Linked DNA regions of Sus scrofa: region 1 is linked to region 2. A link is a contact called in public Hi-C data. All regions are on one chromosome and are shown on one strand. The core of a region is the stretch at or near the end of the contact, and the rest is flanking DNA. Distances in the headings are between cores, read along the strand shown.

Region 1 (5,585 bases), core at 3,045-5,544, 230 kb after region 2:
CCTCACAAACTCCACATGGTAGTGTAACCAAGCAGGGCCCTGTGAGGCTCCTGGGCACAAAAGCCTCTCTGTGCCCCCCATTTCTTGTTCTAGAAAATGGGCCTCATTCAGCCTCCATGACCTTCCCCAAGTTCCAAGGGGCAGGTTCAGACAGTCGCTGATCAGGGAAGGAAGGGGACGCAAAGACGAGGGAGGCACAGTCAAGAAACAATAGCACAGCCTTGGGGCAGGGTCCTGGTTCCCTGTCAAGGGAGACGCATTTTGATGTAGGCGTCTTATACCTAATAGGAAATTTACACCTAAGAGAAAAGTTATATTCCTTGTGCTTCTTTTAGAAATGAATACTCTAAAATTGAACACCTTAGAGTCTGTCCTCCTTCTGCCTGGCTTAACCCTAAACACAATCACCTATAAACTAGAGATTAGGTGCCCAGGACACAATTGCCTGTGTGTTAAAGATTATTAGCACATGATGTTTTTCAGGAACTTTCCTAGTTTGTTCTAATTTCGATCAATATGCCCTTTTCACAAGTACTATTAGTCTGGGCAATAACCCAGGAGACCACCGTTGTAAACATGCCGAGATCTCCCGATGTCAGCTTTGATGACTAAGATTCCCCCAAAGAAAGAAGAATGCATGTTTGTCCCAATCCGGATTCCTATCTGAAAATCTGTTTGTCTCCTTTTTCCTATAAAACTCCCCCGCAATTCTTCCCAATGGAGGGCACAGTCTTTAAGGCATAGCCTGCCGTGGTCTCCTTTGCCTGGCAAAACAATGAAAGCTGTTTTGTTTTTGTTTTTTTCCTCTTCTGCAGAAAACTCTGTCTCTGTGTCTCTATTTGGCCACCAGTAGACAGAGGCCAAATTTCAGCCACAGTAGGGGCACTGCCATCAGCTCCATTCTATCAATGAGGACACTAAGAACCAGAGAAAAATTGAGATATCACAAGAGATCCAGGGCTCGTGTTGAAAGCATTTGTAATATGCTTCCACAGGCTTCAGTGCTGACTCCACTATTTACTCTGCTTGTCCCCAGGAGAGTAACTTAATTCCCCATCAGTGAAATGAAGCCGTGATAGGACCATGACACAGGGTTGTCATGGAGATTAGATGAGATAACACGTGTGCTGTACTTCATTCTGTGTCTAGCGCATAGCAAGCTCTCACTAAATGTCCACAGCTGTGGTTGTTGTTGCAAGGCCTTTTATGATATGGGCTCTTACCTGTCCAGTCTGGTAGCTTTGCAGGCCCTCCTCCGGCCCTCCTCAAACTCAATCTCCAGTCCTTCTAACGTTCTTCCCTTTCCCTCATGGCGTCCCCAGGCCTCTGTACCTCTGTTTCACCCTCTGCTAGAGTGTTCATTCCCACCTTCCATCCCTTCTTCACCTGGCTGACTCCTATCCTTAAGACTCACCTGAGATAGCATTTCTTCCAGGAAGCCTTCCTTGACCTCAACCTTCTGGACTAGGTGCTCTCCTTGGGTTCCAATACCATCCTTTGCTTCCCTCTCTCCTTGCATGTGCCAAACTGCAACTTTCTAAATTTTTAGTCTGCCGCCACCCACTAACCTGTGAGTTCTTGAAGGCAGGTCTTAGTCTTTCTTCATGTGGTTTCCTCCAGGACTTAGGACACTATCTGGCAATAAATATTTGCTAAATAATTAAGTGATAACTCAAAGAAAAGTGGGCTGCTTGTCCTGTGACCTCTATTGACCATTCCCAAGGGATTATTCCTTTTGGAAAGTAGGGTATACATCAGATAACTTAAGTTATTCACTCTTTAAGTCCTTATTATTATTTGCTCTATTATTCTAGGTGTGGAGGCCACTGTAGCAAATAAGACAAAGTGTCCTGCTCCTGGATAGCAATAGGCTAGTATGAATGGGAAGGAGAGAGAAAACGACCAACTAAGGGAAAAGGTAATGTCACTAGCCATACATTCTAGAACAAAAATGGAATAAGGTTAAAAGTAGAGAGTGATGGGGAGCAATGTGCTAATTCAGACTGTCCCATCAGGGAAGGCTTCTGTGACAGGAACTTTAAGCTGAGACCTGAGTGACAGCAAAGATCCAATTATGCAAAAGTCAGGGAGCAGAGCAAGTTGAAGCACCCTGAGAGGGAGTGAGTCTGCACTTTCACCGGCAAGAAAAGGGTCCAGGTGCCTAAAGCCAGGATGAAATCAGAGAGAGGTCAAGACCGGATTGAGTAAGACCACTTAGACCATGATAAGGTATCTAGATTTTGTTCTGCCCACAACAGGAAGCCACTGAAGGGTTTTATGCATGAGCATGAGATGATCTGACTTAACATTTTTAGAAAATTACTCTGGCCTCTGTGCAGAGGGCAAAAGAAGCATATCAGATTATCATTGTAGTTCAATGAGATGGTTGCAGCTGAAGATGGAGGAAAGAGGACAGATTTAAGCTGTCTTGGGGAAGAAATGACAAGACTTGCTGATGGAGTATGTGATGGGAGTGGCCTGGGACAAAAGGAACTAAGAATGTAGCAGCTGTGTACAGCCCTCTCACTAAGAGGGTGCCTCTCACTAAAATGGCTCCTCCCACTAAGGTGGTGACCAATAGAAGAGAAACAGGTTTGATAGACAGAGGGTGGGGAGGGACCAAACATTCTGTTTCCCAGGGTGTATTGGATTGGAGATGCTATGAGACATCCATTCGGATAGAGGGCGCAAGCAGCCAGTGGGCACCACAGACTCAAAGCTCCAAGCCTGTGGATAACCTGCCAATGACTGACTTTTAAATTGTGGGGAGGAATTCCGCTTGAGGCTCTGTGGAAATGAACCTGACTGGTATCAGGTTCCATGAGGACGCAGGTTCCATCCCTGATCTTGCTCTGTGGGTTAAGGATCCCCAGTTGCGTGAGCTGTGGTATAGGTCACAGACGAGGCTTGGATCCTGTGTTGTCAGTGGCTGTGGTGTAGGCCGGCAGCTACAGCTCTGATTGGACCCCTAACCTGAGAACTTCCATGTGCCTGCGGTGTGGCCCTAAAAAGACCAAAAAAAAAAAAAAAAAAAAAAATTAAACTGGGGAGAACAGGTACACTGGAGCCAATGCATGTGGATGGAAGAGAGAGGGGGAGGTTGGGGAAAGACAAGAAGAGAAGAAAAGGAAGAAGAGTATAAGGGCCCACAACTTAGAATAGATTTACAAGGAGATCCTGCTGAATAGCATTGAGAACTTTGTCTAGATACTCATGTTGCAACAGAACAAAGGGTGGGGGAAAAAATGTAATTGTAATGTATACATGTAAGGATAACCTGACCCCTTGCTGTACAGTGGGAAAATAAAAAAAAAAATTATAAAATAAATAAATAATTATTAAAAAAAAAAAAAAAGAAGAAGAAGAGTATAAGGGCCCAAATCGAGCACAAGCGTGCTCAGAGAAGAGCATGGGAGACACGAGTGTTTTCGGAGGAAAATCCACCCAGGAGAGATTGTGCTCAAGGCTGAGAGAAGAACGTGACAGGTTGAAAAAAGTGCCGAGGGACGGAGAAAAGAAGCAGGTGCTTGGATTCGGCAAAAGGGAAGCCTTTGATAACTTGGATGTGAGCCGGTTCAGGAGGAAGCTTCTCGTAGCAATCACTGCCGCTCTCCAGTATCCTCCCTCCTTCCTCTTCCGTAACAGAACCCAGTTCTGTTCACGTGTTCGCCCAGCTCCTGGGATTCACGGGAATGAGAAACGGAACCCATTTGCAGCTCCAGCACGCGATGCTGACTTCTAAACCAGCATATGCCATCCTTCTGATGATGGTTATTACGAAGTCTGGGGTGGGCGTGGGGCTCAAGTTGGGCCAGTTGGATGGAAGGGAAGGGCCTGATTCTGGGGGACTCCTCGTTTCTAACACCCGCTGAGCAAGAAAGAAAACCTGAAACGCCAGCTGCTGACCAGGCCCCAGTTGTGATGCTGAGGCTGTGGCTAGCAGTACCGAGAGGTGGGGATGATGTGGGGCCCCCAGGACACCGTTAAATCCCTGAATCAACCAACCTTGAAGCCCATCTTACTCCAAAACTTCCTGTTAATTGAGATAATTAATCTCCTTATTTTTTAAAAAAGCAGTTGAGTCAGGGTTTCTGTTTCTTGTAGCAAAAGCCTCCTCCCGGACGAATCATTTTTCGGTATTTTCAGTGTATTCAAACCTTCAAAGCTGCATTGGCCAGTGTGTGCCTTTCCCTCCGTTAAACATTCTGTCTGATGCCAGTGAGCCCTTGTGTCCAGGAGGCAGGACTCAGGATCATTGGGCCACTTCCGTCCCCACAAATAAGGTTCACCATGAGTCAGATCTGTTTGTCCCCAAACCGGCTTGGCCAGCTTCACTTGTTTTTGTAAACTAAGGAAATAGGAGGGAGGAAGAGAATTGTTTTGTATAAAATCCAAACGGAATGCTTCTAATAAACAATAAAGGGAAAGTAGCTTAAAAAAAAAAACAAAACAAAAGCAAACTCTTAAAGTCTGGCATAGGCAAGACAAATGATAAAAAGCTGGGAAATTTTGTTTCATCCAGACGAATTCTGAACTCAGAGCGGTTCCCAACTCTCTGAGTTCTCTTCTTACTTTAAAGATGTTCAGACTGGAAACCACTGACCAGTGTGTCAGTTTTTACGTTTTCAAATTCTGCACAGAACTCCCATCAGCTGTCACATCCTTAAAGAAGAGCCTTTGTCCTTTCAAGATATTGTCAAATGAAGAGTTCCCTTGTGGCCCAGCAGTTAAGGATCCTGCTCTGGCTTGGGTCACTGCTGTGGTGCAGGTTCAGTCCCTCCCTGGGAACTTTTGCGCGCCTTGGGCAAATCGTCAAATGAGGGTACATTTAATTTTTTTTAATACAGCTTACTTTAATAAAATATTCAAAGCGTTTTCCATTTGCACTGTTTCCCTGCTTTAACTGACTGCTTTAACTGATTTTTCAACTCATTGCCAGATTGGAGGCTTCTGAGAAGATAGGTCCACTGTCCCCCCTCAGCTCCCTCTCCCACCAGGTCAACCTGCTGCCCTCAGACTCTCCCCTTTCTCCACCTCATCAACAACTGCTTTTACAAAATTGTAATTACAATCATGAGTGCCTTTCGTTTTTAATGAGTTCTCGCAGCATCTATGTTAAAGTGTTAACTGCTATTTCTGCGTGAAGAGATTACAGGTTTTTTTTTTTTTTTTTTTTTTTTTGTCTTTTTACTATTTCTTGGGCCGCTCCCGAGGTATATGGAGGTTCCCAGGCTAGGGGTTGAATCGGAGCTGTCGCCTCCAGCCTACGCCAGAGCCACAGCAATGCAGGATCTGAGCCGCGTCTGCGACCTACACCACAGCTCACGGCAACGCCGGATCCTTACATACATCCTCACATCTTGTTCTCACGACAGTCTTACAAGGTAGGATGCATCAGAGGAGGAAAGGGTTCAAGCCTGGGTTTGTTTTTTTGTTTTTATTTTTTTTCCTTTTTCCATTGTTGGCCACGGGGTAGCATATGGAGTTCCCAGGCCAGGGATCAAATCAGCCAAAGTTGCGACCTACGTCACAGCTGTGGCAACACCAGATCCTTTAACCCACTGTGCTGGGCCAGGAGTGGAACC
Region 2 (6,002 bases), core at 2,256-4,755:
CAAGCATATAAACGAATATTAAGTCTGCTAGAACAAAGGTCTGAGAAGGCACTCAGACATTTTGGTAGTGACATCTACATAATTTGTGGCAACAAATAAGGATGGCTTTAAACTTTCACTAAGATCTTTTGTACAAGGATACGAAATGTACAGAACGGAAAGAAGACAGTCAAAAGTACCTTTATCGTACTATTTACCTAACACCATATGGGACGGGGCATTGCTCAGGAAATTTGATCAGGGTAGTCCGTTTACACGGTCTGCAATGATGACACGAACTGGATTCTTCCCCAATCTAACTTTACTTTGTGCTTTAAAGATAACTGCTGCTTGGTTCTTCCCCCTTCATGTTTGAAAAATGAAATAGGACACAATGCTTGTCTTTAAAGTAACTCAACTTTGGTCCCAGTAAGTTAGTATAGTCTCTTTTTCAGGAATCCTAATATGAGAAATTAATTTTTTTCTTTCAACACGCCTGAGTGAAAAGACAACGTCAGTCATGTCACCTCCAGGCCGGCTTTGAAATTATCAGTGGTGCTAAGGACTAAGATGCTACCTAGAACTTGAACTCTGAAAAACAACCCTGTCTTTCTCCGGCACGAATCTAAGTGCTTTACCACATTTCCTGTTAACCAGTGATTTCATTCTTAAAATCCATCTGACTGTATTTCAAAAATACAGAACCACCTGTTTCTGCCCTGCTGTATATTTGTTTTGCAGACCACACACAAAAGTTGAATATGAAGAGAGTCAATCACTGCAGCATACAAATACAGGCACAAAATTAAGTGGACGCCACAAAGGGTGTGTCTGAAAACACTGAATTGACGGAATCTGAGTCAGATTTCACCCTGGAGGACTTTAAGATGCCCTCCGCTATAACCGTTTCACTGGGAAAGAGCCTGACTTTCCCATTCTGCCCTGCTGCAGTATCCTTCAGGGGTTCCAAAAACACCACTCTTTTACCAGCACTTGCCTTCCGTTCATCAGCCGGGGCATCGCTGTCGGGGCCGGGCGCGAGAATAGACGCCTGGACACTGCTTTGGTTTAGCATATGTTTTTGTCTCTTGGGTTTACACTTGCACGGGCACGGTGTCAGATAGAGGTACAGAAGTACTAAAACAATGCTGGCCACGCAGGCTGCCAGGGTGGTGAAAGCTGTGTTAAACGCCTCGTGGGCATGGGATCTGTTCATGGTGAAGTTGCTCACATTGATGGTGACGTCCACAGTTTCATTTAACAGCCGCTGCCGATTCATGGCAATACAGGAATACACGCCGGCGTCCTCAAACCGAGGACTCTCTATAACCAGACTCCCATTGGGAAACACGTGAAAGTTTTTCATCTCTTTCTCGGGCTCCAGCACTCTGTTATCCGGACCGACCCACATGAAATCAGTATTGGAGTTCCCAGTCTTGCTGTCACAGTGAACAATTAGCCTTTCCCCCACTTGAGCCTCATGAATAAAGCCAAGTGCACGGAAGGAACCATTGACGATACTGTCAGAGCAATTCAGAAAGCTATCCTGGAGCAGAAGCACCTGATGGAAGTGCCTGGTGTCAGACCACAGGCGACAGGTATAATCATTCTTAAAATCCATCACTGAGCTAAAGTGCCTACGATACCAAAAGATCAGCAATGAGTAAAGAGAACAGTCACAGACAAATGGGTTCCCATGAAGGTAGATGCCTCTCAGCTGCTTTCCTGGCACTAAATTTATATGATGCATTGGCAAGGAGGAGATCCGGTTATAAGAAACATCTAGAAACATCAGTTCTGCCAGCTTGAACCTTCCGAGGTACAAGTCCATGGGAAACTGCATGAGGAAGTTTCCACTTAAGTAGAGTTTTTGCAAGTGGGGGAGCCCTCCAAATGCTGAAGGATCAAGATAGGAAATGTGATTATTGTAAAGCAGGAGCACTTCCAGAACCTTCAACTCCTGGAACACGGCACTCTTCACGGTCTTTAGCTTGTTGGATGATAAGTCAAGACACTTCAGATTTGGAGTTGTGGAGAAACTGTCCGTGGAAATGCTCGTGATGTTATTATGACGAATAATGAGGGTGTTCAACTTTACAAAGGAAACCGGCAGCCACTCAGAATCCAGAAGCCCGATTCTGTTGTAACTCAGATCCAGCCTCTTAATCAGCCTGAAAAGGTTCCCAGGCACCTTGGACAGGTTTTTGTTGGTGCAGCTCACGATGTCAGTGGCACAGATACAAGCGGTGGGGCACACCCCGGAGGTGCCACGACTCACAGTCACCGTGATCACCAACAAACACAGCAGTTCCCTGCAGCCCGGTCTGACAACTCTAGGCAGGGTGGGCAGTGCGCGTAAACGTAAAGACATGGTCGCCTCTAAGTCTCTTCTGGGCGCCTTTGCCACCAGCTCAGCCTCCCACCAGTCAACCTGGTAAACAATCAATATTTAAAGAGGAGTAAAAAAGCAAAGTTAACTACCCCTAGTTAACCCTTAAGAGTAATAGCTAGCTTTCTTTCCCATAACTTTTGAAATCGAGGGTTTTTTATTTTTTTTCCCCACTGGGGAGCCTATGTGTCCTCTTTACTGTTGGATGCATTCTATCAACACAACCGTATCAATATCTGAAACAATTTCTTTTAAGGTGCATCATACGTTGTCCCCCCCCTTTTTTAAAAACTCTCTCCAAGAAACACAGAAATACACAAACGCATCTTATAAACAATTATAAGGAAATACTTAGCAAGCAAGCTACCCGTACAGAAAGCAACTCACAGAGCTGGGTAGCCTCAGGGGCACCGGGAATAGGCCGCCCACAGTGGTGTCTTCTGCAGATCTGTGCGTCCGTCTGTCTATGTCTGTCACTCTGGCATCTTAAGAGTTCCTTTCCCTTTTGCTCCCGGCGGGCGGCAGCCTCTCGCTGGCTCGCAACTTTGGAGAGTTTCAAGCAATAGCAGTGGCGGCAGCAACCCCGAGCGCAGGAAACAGCTCGGCCGGCTCCGGTTGGTTCTCCCGAGCTCTCTTCATTGCTCCGCTGAAGGTACCGCCTGGGCACTCGAGCCGTCGCGTGCCCGCGCGCCAGGCGCCCGGCTCCCGGAGCCGGGCCCAAGCGGCGGGGGCGCGAGCAGGGGGTCGGAGCGACCCCGCCTCTCCGTGCTTGGGAGGCTGCAGGGACCCGAGTTCCCCGCGCAGCACTGGCCGGGTTTTATCCCGGCGCGCCTGGGGTCGGGTGCGGGGCGGGAAGACCGGTCCCGCCCCTGCGCGTCCTCCCTCCAGCGGGAACCAGCTCCCTCGCTGCGGACGAGAGCGGGCCGAGCGCGCGACGGGGGGCGCGCGGCGCAGGGAGGGGGCGGCGGCGCAGCCAATCCGAGCGGCGGCTGGTACCCCCCTCGCCCCCACCCGGCGGCACTGCTGCCACCTCTGCCGCGCTCCTTCCCGCGCCCCGGGAGGGTGGCCGCGCAGGCGGGGCAGGGGTCCACACCCGAGGCCAGGGCTGGCGTCCCCCAAGCGGTGGACGCGCTCGCGCGCTTCTGAGGATTGCGTCCGTGCGCCCAGCCCCTATCTGCGGGGTGATGGGGTGGGGGAGGTTAAGGGACACGCCCATCCCGGAAGGGAGAGGTCGCTCCCTAGAAGACCCACTTCGTCCCGACTGTGCAGGTCGCGTCTCTCTCCCAGCCAGTCAGCTGAGCTCCCCGACCTCATACGGCTTTCAGTGGGCAAAGGCCACGGGGGCTCTCACAGCGCTAAGTGCGGTAGGTTTTAAAGGTTTACAAAATAAACACAGAAGCAGCCTCCGTCTCCGCCCACATTCGGGGGTGGAGGTTGAGGGGGAAGGGAAATCGGGCACGTTCCCTCCCATGCAACAGGATCTCTGCTTGGGGGAAGGAAGCGGGAAAGCGCATCGGGGACACTCCGCACCTCCTTGGGAAAGTTCTATCCCTTTGCTAACTCTGGACGCAGCTTCAAGGTGCCCCATTCGCGATGGAGAAGCGCAGGAAAAAAGGGTTGGAGTCGAGGCGAAGATAAGAGTATTAAGCTTAAAGGGGGGGGGGGACCCAGAGCCAGACTTTTTTTTTTTTTTTTTTTTTTTTTTTTATCGTGTTCGCAATGGACAGTGACTGATCCCAGAGAGGGTGTCTGCGCGGAGGTTCTTCATCCCTTCCCTAGAAGCAGGTTAAGAAAGAGGCAAGGCCAGGTGGGCAAGGCCGGGCACAGTTAGGTGGGGGATGTGGAGCTGATGAGCTTTCCGATTAAAAATCCATTTTTGTTTAATTCCGAGATCAGTTTTAACGATGGGATTTGACTGAGCCAAATGGCCCATTTATCCATTATATCCGGCTTAAAAGAGCTATATTACTGCCTTGACAAGAGATGCTAACCAAAGCAGAGGGAGAAAGACATTGAAAAGAGGAGCAAATTGAGAAAAACAATTGAGTAAAATATTACTTTAAAAAAATAGGAATAATGACGAAGACAACTCATTCGCTCCTTCCCCCCATCACTTGAGCAACCTTGAAGTTAATGAGAGTTGGCCCCTGCATTGTCCATGAATGGATTCATGTTGTAGCGTAGATCTGTTAGGCGAAAGTGCCAAATTTAATGCATCATTAATTCAGTCAGGCTTTTTATGGAATGACTGTGCAATAGCACTGGTAAATCAAGATTTTTCAGTTGAGAACAGCTTGATTCAGATTAGTTTCAGTTTCATGAAAAGTTGAAGTTTCTCATAAGAATACAGCCTGAAATGCTTCAGGAAAGCATTGCTTACTGTTCCCAGGGGAGAGGCAGAGGTTGATGTTTTCTAAGTTTTGGGGTTCTCAAAGAAAAAAACTTGGTCTCCAGGCCTTTATTTTTGCGGTTAGAATGATTAACACAGAGAAATAGATTTAAAAGTATTCAGAGGAATACTTTTAAATGACTAATAAATAACTAGGTATTTGTAGTATTTACTAAGTAACTAACGTTCGAAGGAAACCATGCATGTGGCAGAAAGACCTCTATTTAAAACAAAAATAGTCAAAAAAGAAAAGTGACTTTCAAAAATGGAAACAGAAGCTTCTGTAATAAGAGCAGCAGGCACATCATTCCAACATTATGCAAAGATTACACAGCATAAAAAAAATGCACTCAAAATCCACAGGCACATTTATATATCTATTTGAAGACCTAATTTTGAGGATTCTGCTCATTTGCCGAGAGGAAAAGAGTTTTGAAAGGGATGGGTTTCCTTGGCTTGGTGAATAGAGAGCTAATAATCAACCTTAATAGTGGTATAAGTTCCGACCTTACTCTGTGAAGGTAATTTTGCCAGATTCACTCTTTCCACTAGATGGTATGTTCCACAAGGGTGAAATGTTATGATCTGAACGCTGCTCTATTGTTAGCTTCTAGAATCCTGTTAGACACTTCCTTGTCATTGGATGAGTTTTTGATAAATCAAATGATGAATGGGGAACCTATTCCAGGCTTACCCAACCTGAATCGGCTGATTGCCATCCTGCTCTCTGTACCTCAAAAAGCTTGTCTGAAAGACAGAAGAGAGGGAAAGAGGAACCACTTGAAGTGGCTTGAAGGCCACTGCATTATTTCACTTCCTTTCTTTTTTTTTTAATACAACATAATTCTGTTTTTACTCTTTTTTTTAAGATTCAGATTTTTATTTTTTTAAACTTTATTTTAAATGATTTTTTTCCCCATTATAAGCTGGTTTACAGTGTTCTTTCAATTTTCTACTATACAGCAAGATGACCCAGTCATACATACATATATACATTCTTTTTTCTCACATTATCATGCTCCATCCTAAGTGACTAGATATAGTTTCCAGTGCTATACAGCAGGATCTCATTGCTTATCCATCCCAAAGGCAATAGTTTGCATCTATTAACCCCAAATCCCAGTCTATCCCACTTCCTCCCCCTCCCCCTTGGCAACCACAAGACTGTTCTCCAAGTCCATGATTTTGTTTTCTGTAGAAAGGTTCATTTGTGCTGTATTATTAGATTCCAGATATAAGTGATAT

What was found. A called contact is a pair of places that touch in the nucleus more often than the background predicts.
Region 1: a contact with region 2 is called in a Hi-C map of retroperitoneal adipose tissue, with 1.7 times the contacts expected there. The contact joins the enhancer-like site here to the promoter of AMIGO2 in region 2. A contact is called at or near these places in 2 of 5 promoter capture datasets (fetal liver and liver), 3 of 47 Hi-C or Micro-C datasets (embryonic fibroblasts, heart right ventricle and retroperitoneal adipose tissue) and 1 of 2 datasets of contacts at active chromatin or transcription factors (skeletal muscle).

The regions. Positions count from the first base shown.
Region 1 is chr5:77,870,312-77,875,896 of Sscrofa11.1, forward strand. No RefSeq gene overlaps it. Among named protein-coding and RNA genes, the nearest start is that of RPAP3, 190 kb to the right of the region's middle. Within about 2 kb of position 4,295, at least 6 of the 83 cell types and tissues checked have an H3K27ac peak or open chromatin away from gene starts, as enhancers often do. A contact at or near this core is called in liver and retroperitoneal adipose tissue, where this site is marked.
Region 2 is chr5:77,642,243-77,648,244 of Sscrofa11.1, forward strand. It overlaps AMIGO2 (amphoterin-induced protein 2), which reads right to left and starts at 3,506. Exons shown (of 2, transcript XM_005664161.3): 1 at 2,756-3,506; 2 at 1-2,410. The coding sequence starts at 2,350. The coding sequence ends at 785. All of the region lies in intron 1 of LOC100626841 (a long non-coding RNA gene), which reads left to right.